Linked DNA regions of Ovis aries: region 2 is linked to region 1. The links are chromatin contacts, called in public Hi-C maps. All regions are on one chromosome and are shown on one strand. Each heading gives the region's core, a stretch centred on a gene start, on an enhancer-like site or on the middle of the called end of the contact. The rest is flanking DNA. Distances are from core to core; before and after follow the strand shown. Region 1 has its middle 38 kb from the start of TRNAC-GCA. Region 2 holds the start of FBXO11 (F-box protein 11).

The links. A called contact is a pair of places that touch in the nucleus more often than the background predicts.
Region 2: a contact with region 1 is called in a Hi-C map of tail adipose tissue, with 9 times the contacts expected there. The contact joins the promoter of FBXO11 here to the enhancer-like site in region 1. A contact is called at or near these places in 5 of 16 Hi-C or Micro-C datasets (blood, liver, omental adipose tissue and 1 more).

The regions. Positions count from the first base shown.
Region 1 is chr3:76,325,322-76,331,111 of ARS-UI_Ramb_v3.0, forward strand. No RefSeq gene overlaps it. Among named protein-coding and RNA genes, the nearest start is that of TRNAC-GCA, 38 kb to the left of the region's middle. Within about 2 kb of position 3,525, at least 31 of the 54 cell types and tissues checked have an H3K27ac peak or open chromatin away from gene starts, as enhancers often do. A contact at or near this core is called in tail adipose tissue, where this site is marked.
Region 2 is chr3:76,549,352-76,555,141 of ARS-UI_Ramb_v3.0, forward strand. FBXO11 (F-box protein 11) reads left to right here and starts at 2,089. Exons shown (of 23, transcript XM_042246209.2): 1 at 2,089-3,114. The coding sequence starts at 2,886. It overlaps LOC114113604 (a long non-coding RNA gene), which reads right to left and starts at 1,768. Exons shown (of 2, transcript XR_003588508.3): 1 at 1,320-1,768; 2 at 1-1,236.

The DNA.
Region 1 (5,790 bases), core at 2,275-4,774:
TTTGGAGAATAAACTGGTTTTCAAGACACACGTTCATTATGAAAATACCCTATTCATTAGATATTAGCAAGCATAAAAAAAGACCAATAAAAAAACTAACCATCTTATTTTAATCTTTGTTATCTCCTCAGAGACATGAAGAGCTGTTTTCTGCTTTCAGACTTTACTTCTTTTCAAAAAAGCCTTCAGTCTTATTTGTCGGTGCACTCATATTACCAGAGGGCCTTAAGTTTCTTCAATAACTTTTTTTCTTTCCAAAAGAGACAACAAAAGAAATTAATTAGCTCTGCTCATAGAAAGCAGCCATATAATAAGGTCTCCTTCCCCCCTCTTTATTCCCCTTCCCTCGCCAAAGAAATGGATTCTGTTATTCTGGAAGTCTCCAGCGGGAAGCCCTGGTTGGGTTTGAATTTGGAGCTGAGTCAGCGAGGAGACATAGGAGGGTTTGAGAGGCATGTCCTCTCCCCAGTTGCTGAGTTAGCCTAACCCCCAGTAGAGCTATAAAGTTGAAGAAGTTTGTCCTTGGAGCTCTCCCAAACAACCTTTAGTGCTCTCTTTTTACCCAGTTCTCACCCAAAATAACACATTTTTAAGTGTACATGTTTAAAGAAGTTAAGGAAGCTGTTTGCTGGTCTGGGGGACATCAGGCTAGACTTCTCAACTAACCTTCCATTATATTCATTCAACTCATTCATTCACTCAGAAGGGATGTATTTATAAACTGTATTAATAAATACTCTTGATGGGCCTATGATAAGCAAAGCACTTTAAATTCACTTTTCCTGTGCAGCAAACCTTTGAGACAGATTCTCATTATCTCCACTCTACAGGTGAGGAAACAAAAGTTAGAAAAAAAGCTCAAATAACCTGCTCACAGTCACACAGGTAGAGGCAGAACTGGGATAGGACTGACTATAAGGTCACAGCTTCTGTGCACTCAGAAATATGAAGCTCCCTTCCCCATCTGAATTCCTGCGAGTAGGAAAACAAGACTTGGGAGGGTGATAGGTAAATAGGAAATGAGTTGAAAAACAGTAGAGTGACAAAATATTCCCTGTCGGTGGGGAAAGGGTCCTGTGCACACACCTGATGTTTACTGTGTCGACAGAGTGGACTCCTGCAGGCCGGCAGCCTCATCCTCCTGTCTCTGTCTTAGGCCAGCTTGACGAGGTGGGATAGGATGCCAAATCAAGAGAGAAGTATGCATGCGAAACTGCTTCAGTCGTGTCCAGCTCTTTGCAACGCTATGGACCATAGCCCACCAGTCTCATCTATCCATGGGAGTCTCCAGGCAGAATACTGGAGTGGATTGCCATGCCCTCCTCCAGGGGATCTTCCAGAGCCAGGGGTCGAATCTGAGTCTCTTGTCTCTTGCATTGGCAGGCGGGTTCTTTACCACTAGTGCCATCTGGGAAGCATATAACTCCCCAAACTCTGACTCTTTCAACTTCCAGCCAATAGGGAAAAGGGTTCTCCAAGGAAATCCCAGCCTTCATCATATACAAAGAGGGTCCAAAGCCCTAGACAATCCTATTTGAAAAAAATATGTTGGTCCTTATTAGTGTGGTAAGTGGGAATTTTTCCAGACAGTACAGTATACACTGAATAATAAAAGGGCAACATAACAATGGGGGCTGTGACTTCCACTCAATTGTGAGATTTAAGAAATTGATAGGAAACTGACAGGCAATAAGCAGCATTATTTGAGAGTACTACTCTGGAGTCAGGCTGCCTGAATTGATATCCCGGCACCATCACTTATTAGCTGTATGAACTTGGGCAAGAAATTTGGCCTATCTGTGCCTCCCTTTCTTCATCTGTAAAATGGGAGTAATTATAGTTACCTGCCTCATAAGTTGATGTGAAGATTGTATGAGTTAATGTATGTGCTTAGAGTAGTGTCTGGTCCATGGTTTAACACAATGCAAATATTAGTATTTACTATCATTATAATAAAAAGAAACTTTTCAATCAAATTTATCTGGGCTCCTATCACTGCTAGGTGGTCCTGGATAAGTTATCCAACCTCCTTGAGCTTCAGCATCCTCATCTGTAAGATAGAGTGATAACACCTATGCAAACAGGGGCATTGTGAGGAGTGAAATAATGTGCATGAAAATATTCACCACAGTATTGGTATTAATAGTATAGAGCATTAATAGTAGCTCAGTAAATTCTAATTTCCTTTCTTTCTTTAACATTAATGAATTTTTTGGAGTGTGTTTAGTGGTAGCAAAAGAATACTAAAAATGAAAATATGTGTAATCTATAATATAGTTTATAATTAAACTATGTAAATTAAAGTATCTTCTATATTAAAAAGAGAACTCTGTGGCTCCCAGGGATGCCATAGCACCCAGACATAAAGTGGCAACCAAGGAGGCCTGATCCTCAGGAAAACCGTGGGGCATGTCAACAGCAGGTCCACCCCCAGCTTCCTGTTCAATGTCTTGCTGTGGTTCAACCTTGCCTTCCTCTTCAGATTGTCGGAAGGCAGGGTCTTTGGGAGGAGTGGGCCATGGGATAGGAAAGGAACTTGAAACAACGCACCCAGGGGTCCCGGTGCTCACAGTTGCTTCAGCCCTTTCCTTTTTCCTTGAAGTCAAGGTCTGAAGTCTGAGGGACTGCATCAGGGCTGAGTGGAAGGAGAGGCTCAATATGGGCTTCTGGCACTCTAAGACACCCTGGACCAGATGGGGGTCCAGAGCATCCTTGCTCCTTGCTCCTCAAAGGGCAGCATCAACAACATCCAGGGTCTTGGTAGAAATGCAGAATCTTGGCTTCCACTCTAGACCTACAGAATCAGAGTATGTGTTTTAACAAGATTCCTGGGAGATTTTGGATGCACACCAAAGTTTGGGAAGCCTTGAGTTAGAACCCACGAACCTGTGTGGTCTGAATGGATGTGGGATTGGGACATCTGCTTTAAAGTGTGTGTCTCCTCTTCATCTGCTTTTCCCTTGAACCTACACTGTGTGCCTTATACAGACAAGGCAGTGTCTTGCTACGGGTAGGGTGACCACTTTAATTGATCAGAACTCCCAAGAAGCACAAAACTGGGCGCTGGCCCAGATGACAACTGAAAACTCACTTCATTTTTCAAATAGGGTTGTGAGAACAACAGTCAGGCAGGCAGGATCTGTGGAGCACCTATTTGCGCCAGGTGCCTACTGTATGCAAGCCCTAAGGGTGAAACAAAGAAACATCATAGTACTTTCTGATCTGGGAGTCTTCAGACCTCTGGGCTCTGGTCCAAACCTCATTTTTAAGTTGCTGGGCAATTCCCTTCACCCCTCAAACATCTTCCTTTCCTGTCTGAAAAACGTGTGGGTCAGATGAGAGGATACTAAATTCCCATCCAAATCTAAAGCGATCTGATTCAAATAGCCCTAGCCTCAAAACCTTAGTCTAACTGAATAGACAAAATGATTTTAAATGATTACACATGAAACAGAGGGCAACTCAGGACAGGATGTGATTAAGGGCTGAGTTGTTCAGAACTGGCAGCGTAGCGATCAGGGACTCCTGGAAGCCGTGTGTAAAGGGCAGTGTTTGGAACCTTTCCAAACTCCTCCCCTCACTCCCAGAGCCAATAGTGAGGGGGGCGGGATGGACTTCCACAAGAAGCCACTAGGTGGCGCTGTCATGATGTGAAATCCATGACTGGTAGGGACGCTTGGAGGGAAAACCTTTGCTGCCCCTCTGGCTAAAAGAACAATGTGTGCGTGTGTGCCTGAGCGTATTCGTGTGTGTGTTTGCGCGGGCGCTCAATTGTGTTCGGCTCTTAGCGATCCCACGGTCTGTAGCCCACCGTGCTCCTCTGTCTATGGGATTTTCCCACAAGAATACTGGAGTGGGTTGCCATTTTCTCCTCCAGGTGGATCTTCCTGACCCAGGGATTGAACCGGCGTCTCCCCTGTCTCCTCCATTGGCAGGCAGATTCTTTAACTCTGAGCCACCTGGGAATCACTAAAGGCACGACACTGGTTTCCAGACCTTAGAAACACAGGTTTCTAAGAGTGCTGAGGACCTCAGAGTGCAGGGTCGTCTTGTGTCCAAGCAGGAGTCAATGCATTCATTCTGCCCTGCTCAGATGACACGAATTCCCCTTCCCAAACTGCGTCTCTACCCCCGCTTCCTGATCTTACTTCTCACTTGCCCTACAAACAGCAGGGAATTTGAGCCTAACTCTGAAGCCCTCCTTCCACATACCCACCTGCAGCAGAGCTTGGTTCTCCCATGGACAGGGACAGGCTCCAGTCTGGTCACTTTGTCCTGAGGTGAGCACTGTCCGCTCCAGCGCCACCAGCGCTCCTCGACATTCTCTCCATTTCATTACCCTGCAAAGGCAAGGGGTAGCGGGGGAGGACACAGCATTTATAAAGGTTCTTCCATGCGCCAGGCTCTAGGCTAGGTGCTTTGCGTGTATTGCTTGGGAGTCTGCTTCCTCTGCCCCGGTTCGCATTCCGCACTCCCACTCTGCCCTTGAAAAACAGCACAAACTGAAACTTGTGAACTCTCCTCGGGAAACAACAAGCAATTACTCTGAGGTATAGGCGAAAGTGAGCAAAACTTGCAGCCCCCACACCTTGGTCATTTTCATTTCTGTTTCTTGACAACCATGTGACCGTGTGACTTCATTTAACCTTTCTGAGCCTCAATTTCCACATCTGTAAAATAAAGTAGGGGTTATATAGGAACTAATTTTTTATTTTAAAGTTTCTTACTGTATTAACTTTTCTTGAGGTGTAATTGACATCCTACAAAGTGGACATCAGTGTACAGCCCGTTGAATTTTCAGGCCAACATCCAATACCCAGACTGAGAACCAAATACAGCCAGTATCCTAGAGCCCTCCTCCCTCCTCCAGCGCCTCACCTCCCCTACTCCCACCAGGGTGCACACCAGCCCCACTTGTAAAAGAGCCAAGTTAGTTTTTGCCTATTTTTATATTACACTTGGAGAAGGCAATGGCACCCCACTCCAGTACTCTTGCCTGGAAAATCCCATGGATGGAGGAGCCTGGTAGTCTGCAGTCCATGGGGTCGCTAAAAGTCAGGCATGACTGAGCGACTTCACTTTCACTTTTCACTTTCATACATTGGAGAAGGAAATGGCAACCCACTCCAGTGTTCTTGCCTGGAGAATCCCAGGGACAGGGGAGCCTAGTAGGCTGTCATCTATGGGGTCACACAGAGTCGGACACGACTGAAGCAACTTAGCAGCAGCAGCAGCATATTACACTTAAAATAAATGAAATCATATAATATGTACTCTTTCGTATCTAGCTTCTCTCATTAAACATCATGTTTCACAGTAGCAACAATAGTTTGTTTATTCTATTTACTGTAAGGAATTCCACTGTGTAACTATACAACAATTTATCCATTCTACAATTGTTGGCCATTTGGGGGCGAGTATTATAAACAGTACTTCTCTGAACTTCCTAGTAGCTATTTTTTTCCCAGTATTTTTTATTGTGGTAAAATACATATAAAATTTACCACCTTAACCATTTCTCAAAATTAAGATGTAATTGACATATAGCATTATAGTTTCAGATGGGCAACATAATGATCCAATATTTGTATTTATTGCAAAATGATTACCACAATAAGTGTAATTAACGCCCATCATCTTGACCAGGTAGCATGTAGTTCAGTAGTTAATAAATACATAATTTTGTGCAACCATCACTACCATCCATCTCCATAGCTTTTTTCATCATATAATACTGAAATTCTATGCTATGAATTCTCCATTTCCCCCTCCAGCCCCTAGCAGCCATCA
Region 2 (5,790 bases), core at 839-3,338, 220 kb after region 1:
GAAAAAGGCACTATCAAGGCATTTTACTTCCACCTATCAGAAAATTATCATAATATACTGGTTTTGTTAAAATAAGGCATCTTACTGCCACATGGCCAGAGAACTATCATTCCAAGTTTATTAATTACAACTTGGAAATCTAGGATATTGAAGATGCGACATTCCGTCTATGTACACTTTACACAAAATCCCTCAACTCCCATGTGTATCTTGGATGACAGGGAAGTGGGGAAATCTGTAAGATTCAGTACTTACCTATAAAAGAAAAGGGATAACATGGGGACTCAAGAAGGATAAGCTACAGAGAATAAGCTATGTTTTCTCTGTACATCTGAATTAACTAAATCAACTACCATAAAAAAAATACAAACTATGTCCCATATTTTGCAATTTATTTTATTTTTTGCTATCTCCCATAGCACCTTACATAGCAATACATACACAGAAGAAACCAATAAATGCATGCTGGAAAAAAGTAAAGTTTTAGAAAAAATAAAGAGTTATGGATCCACTTATAATATGTACAATAGCGTGTAGTTTTCCTTTTTTCCTGCTACATTTATTTGAACCAAATATAAAACTGTACCCATTTGTACCTTGCTAACCACCATAAACATTTGCAGTTCTTCATTGTAAGCCTCCCTCCTCGATATTTTTCTTGAGAAGGAAACTTAGATCTAAGTTTCTCCATTGTCAGGACCAAAGAGAGCTCATCCCAAAATCAGAGAATGTTTTAAAATTAAAAACAGTATTATGTAATTCAAAGTAAATTCTTATTGAAAGGGAGGGAACCCTGAAAGCTAGAAACGTAAAGCATTTTGCCCAGAGGCATACATCAAGTCAGAGACTCAAACACCCGACACAACAGTGGTTCTCACTGTTCCTCTCCGCTCCCAAAACACACACTACCCGGCTCTTACCCCTGCTTCTCTTATTGTACTTTGTAACCACTTAGTCATCCATCTCAAACCTAAGATAGAGCACCTGGTCAAACTGAAATGAGAAAGAAATCACCTAAGATCGAAAATCAGGTAAATTGCTAGTTTTACCATTTCCATAAAGTGATAAACAAAAGAGAGCCAAAGAACCGAGAAAGGATACTTTTTCAGTCATCACAACAGCAGCGAGGGAATTAAAACACGTTTTCCCTGGGGAGAGATTATCTCGAGGGGACCAGATACAGACACAAAAGATAATTCCCCTTGGGGCTTTTCTTTTCCTCTGAGTTTCTGAGATCTAAAAAAAAATAAAATTAAAAAATTAAAACGTTTATCACATAAACAATCACCACCTCAACACATTTACTTCTCTTTTCTCACCTATTATTTCCCCAAACGTTATAGAGTCCGCGTCTTCAATAAGTAAACTGACCAAAGGTCTATTCCCTATTGATCACAATCTTTTCAAGATTTAGATAACTCCTTTTAGACTACAAGTAGGAACCGACTTCTAACTTCGGTTCCCGAGCTCAAAGCTCGGTAAAGTGGATCTTCAAGGTTTAGCAAATACCCTCAGCTGAACTAAAGGGTACAGAATCTCTAGCGCTCCCTACAGCTCAGAGTTTGAACCTACCTACCACAAAAAAACCCCAGTTATCAAAGATTGGCTACCTCGCTCTACTTTTCCGCTTAAAAAATCGGATGGGGGCGGGAGCGGGGAGAGGTTGAAACGGCGAACCGAAGGATTAATCACTTCTCCCCATTACATCAGCAGCCCCCGCCCTTTCCTCCGAGCACCTCCTCTCCTAGAATCGTCGCTACGCACTAGCGATCTCTTCATCCACCCCCCGCTCTATTATATGCCCTGATACCTCCCCATTATCACCCGCCCCACCACACTCCCCCTCTCCTCCTTCCCCCACCTCCTTAGCGGGGGAGGGAGGAAACCCGAGAGAGGAAACAGGGCGTTGAAGGAAGGGACTTGGCGATAAGAGCAGAGGTCCCATTGGCCCAAAGGTTGTATGAGCGCCTCCCGTTGGCTCCTTGGCCGGAATCCCCGCCCCTCTTCTTCCCCGCCCATTTGCCCCTCCCCCCGCCGCTCCACGGCCCTCCCCCGCGCCCCTGGCCAGCCCCGCGGCGGGGAGGGACCGACTGGGCGAGTGGTGGCTCCGGCGGTGTCAATGGCTCCTCCTGCCACGGAGCAGCAGCAGAAGCAGCGGCGACGGGGCTGAGGAGGAGGAGGAGGAAAGGCTCCTTTAAGGAGGAGGAACGACGACGCCTCTTTTTCCCCCTATCTCCTCCCTTCACACTCATTTCCCCTTCGCCCAGGAGAGAAGGGGGGGAGGAGAGAGAAGAGGCCGAAGAAAGAGAGAAAAAATTCCTCTCAGAAATCTCTTTCAGGGGGTGTGGGGGGGAGGAAGAGAAAAAAAAAAAAAGAGCCAGGCGCCCCCTGCTCCCTCCCTCCCTTCTCTCCCTCTCTTCTCCTCCTTCTCCCTTCCTCACCCGCCCGCCCACTCCCCCCGCCGCCGGAGACGCCGCTCGGGAGTCGGCGGGACCAGGGTCTGTGTCCTCAGCCGCCGACGCCGCGCTTCGCCTCAGGATCCCCAGGCGGGCGGACGCCCTTTCTTTCTTTCTCTCGCTCTGCCCGTCTTTCTGTCTCCGTCCCTCGCGGCCGCCCCGCCCGGCGGCCTCGGCCTTGCCCGTGCGTCAGGCCCGCCCGCCTGGCCTCGCTCGGTCTCTGTCTGTCTCCGCGGGCCTTTCTCTTGACTCGGGGTCCCGCTCGCCCCTCCGCCCTTACCATCTCCCCTTCCCCTCGCCCCCTTTCCTTCCTCCCCCCTCTCCCCACCCCCTTCTCCCGCCCCGGAGCTCGCGGTGCGTGTGCGTGTGTGTGTGTGTGTGTGTGTGTGTGTGTGTCCCTCCGCCAACGCCGCCACCTCAGCCCGGCAAATGAACTCCGTCCGAGCCGCCAACCGGAGACCCAGGCGAGTGTCGCGGCCGCGCCCGGTGCAGCAACAGCAGCAGCAGCCCCCGCAGCAGCCGCCGCCGCAGCCGCCCCAGCAGCAGCCGCCGCAGCAGCAGCCTCCGCCGCCGCCGCAGCAGCAGCAGCAACAGCCTCCGCCGCCGCCACCGCCGCCTCCGCCGCTGCCCCAGGAGCGGAACAACGCCGGCGAGCGGGGTAAGGCCGCGCTCCTTCCCCGCCGCCCGCCGGCTCGGGCGCCCGGCCGGCGGGACCCGCGGGGAGGGAGGCCGGGGCGGGCGGGGGCGGCTTGTGCGCCTGGAGGGTGGGAGAAGGGAGGCAGAGCGGAGGCGGGTCCCCCGGTGCCGCAGTGTCAGCTCAGCCCGGGCCCCGGCCGGCAGGAAAAGCCGCGGCTTCCCGACTCGCCTGGGCTCTTAGCTCAGGCCGCGCTTTGTTTGGTTTCGGGGGCTCGACACCCTCTCCCCTCGACCCATCCCTCTGTTTTTCGAGCTCGCTTACGGACCCCGCAGGAGTATGTTGGTGGGTGGGGGGAAGGCGAAGGGTGGGATCTCTCCTTTTTCGGCTGCCTTCCACGGGTTGGTCTCCTGTTTCTAATGGAAGATGGGGGGGACAACTGGGAGTGATCGGGTGGTTAGGGCTGGCTGGGGAACTTGTTTTTCCCCCTTTTCTCTGTTAGCCTCCCCCTTCCTGTGGAGGAGGGGAGAGGGGGAGTTGGAGTGGTCGGTGGTGTTGGCCGGGGAACTTGTTTCACCCGCCCCCCCCCCCCCGAGTCACGGGGTAGGGGGAGCGGCGACTCTTCTCCCAACCTCATAATGTTTGCTGCGCAGTTTGGCTTTAGTTACAGAACCCCTGGGAAGGACCCGTTAAATTAAGACCTTTAAATAAATAAATATAGAATCCATCGGCCATTTCCAGCCCCCTCCCTCGCGTGAGGTGCAGTTACCCTTCCGCTCTATCGACTCCCCTCTCGCTTGTCCTCCCCTAGCATACCCCCACGCCACCATGCTGCCCCTCCGTCTCCCAGTGGGATTTGAACGCCCCTTCCTTAGAATTGGCCCCTTGTGAGAGAGAGTGCGTGTGTTTGTGCCTGTGTGTGTTGTGTCCAGGGCCTAGTGAAATGTGTCATTTGGACCCAACTGTGCAGCTCTGTCTGGTAACCACCATTGTCTAAGGGCTGAGGCTCCCGGGGGTTGGATTCTTGCTTTAGCAAAATTAATGTTCAGTTCTACTTTGATGATGTTATTCGGGGAGGTTTCGGAGATGGGGTGTTGCACCTTGATCTCCAAATTTAACTATTCTGTTTATTAATCAGCTACTCTCAGTGGAGGTGGAGGTCAATACCATATTTATGTGTACGGTTGTTGTTTTAAGGAGGAGGGGAATTGTTAGGAGACATTTTGCGTGTTTTCGTTGGCGGATTAAGGTTAATTTTACGTGCGTTGGTTGTCACACCTCCTTTGGCTGAGGGAATTAAGATTAAATGCCTTTTGAAAATTATACATTCTTTCCTTAAAAATTGTTTCTTTGTTGTGCATGATCAAAATACCGAACAAATGAAAGAGGGAGATGATAATTGAAAAATAGTTTAAACGGTTTTCACTGGTTACTGTTACAGAAGTCCTTGTGAAAGCTATACGTTGCTTGAAAGAATGTGATCTTTCAAGCCAGTTAGAGGTCTTGTGCTACATTACTGGTAAATGTGTTTTAATACTTCTTTGATACATTTACAGGGGTTTTTTTGTTAATTAAAAGTACAGTTTCATCATTTCCTTTTGTATTTGCATATCAGGGTTCTCCTGTTTCATTCAAATAATAAAGTCTCAGAATTGACACTATATGTAATACAGTTGACTAATTTTTTTTTTTAAAGCAATGGCATTGGGTTGAAATTCTAGGGTAATAAGGATTCTATTGCTAGAAGTAAGCTTTTTCAAGATGTACTGATTTGTTAATTACATTAACAGTGAATCAGACTCTTGCAGCCAAAGTTAGTCTGATTGTTAAGTGTTAATTCTGAGTCTTTTCATTTGTGTGTATTTTCAACTTAGTTGAGGGTCTTATATTTGATCACTTTTCTTAATTTGTTTAAAATTATTAGCTTCTGAAGTCTATTTCCTTTTGAAGTAAGAGTGACTTGGTCACATGCCAGAGTGTCATTTTTCTTTTCATTGATATCCATAAACTGACTAAGATGTTCATGAATCAGAATTTCAGTATGTACCCAACCAAATGGTAAATCAGATTCACTGTAGAATTGTTGTTGCTTTGCTGCTGCTAGTAGAAACTGTTCTATGTTGGCACAGAGAGGAAAAGAAGTGCTGATTAGCCTTCAGGGAAAATGCTATGGGTCTTTTTGGAGGGCAAATAAATGGCCTTAAGATGAATTAAAAGACTAAAATTAGAAAAAGTTTGCTAGTGTTATGTAAAAAATAGTAATTCTTTGAAAATTGGCATTTTTAATTAATTTTAAATGTACAGTTTGCATAATGATCAGAAGCTAGCCAAGAAGAATACTCTTAACAGTTTTACAAAGTATGCAAAGTGTCACTATTTCTGGTTTGGATAGGAAAGGTTTGGTTGTTGTTGGTTTGAAAATGTACCTGGTTTCATAATTTTGAACAAGGTAATTAAGGAACCTACAGCTAAGCTTATGCATAGGCCCGTTTTAGTTTTTGCCAACTTTTAATGGATATGTAACTCTTGCATTAGAATTTTGGATAGAGTTACATAATAGTGGATCAGAGAGCTTTCAGAGTAGGGAACTGAAGTGAGACTCACTGTTTTAAGACAAGTTAACTCAATCTGTATATAAAATCACTTATTTCATGTAAAGAGTGGACTTTAGGCTTTTGAGTGGTAGTAAGTTATAGGAAA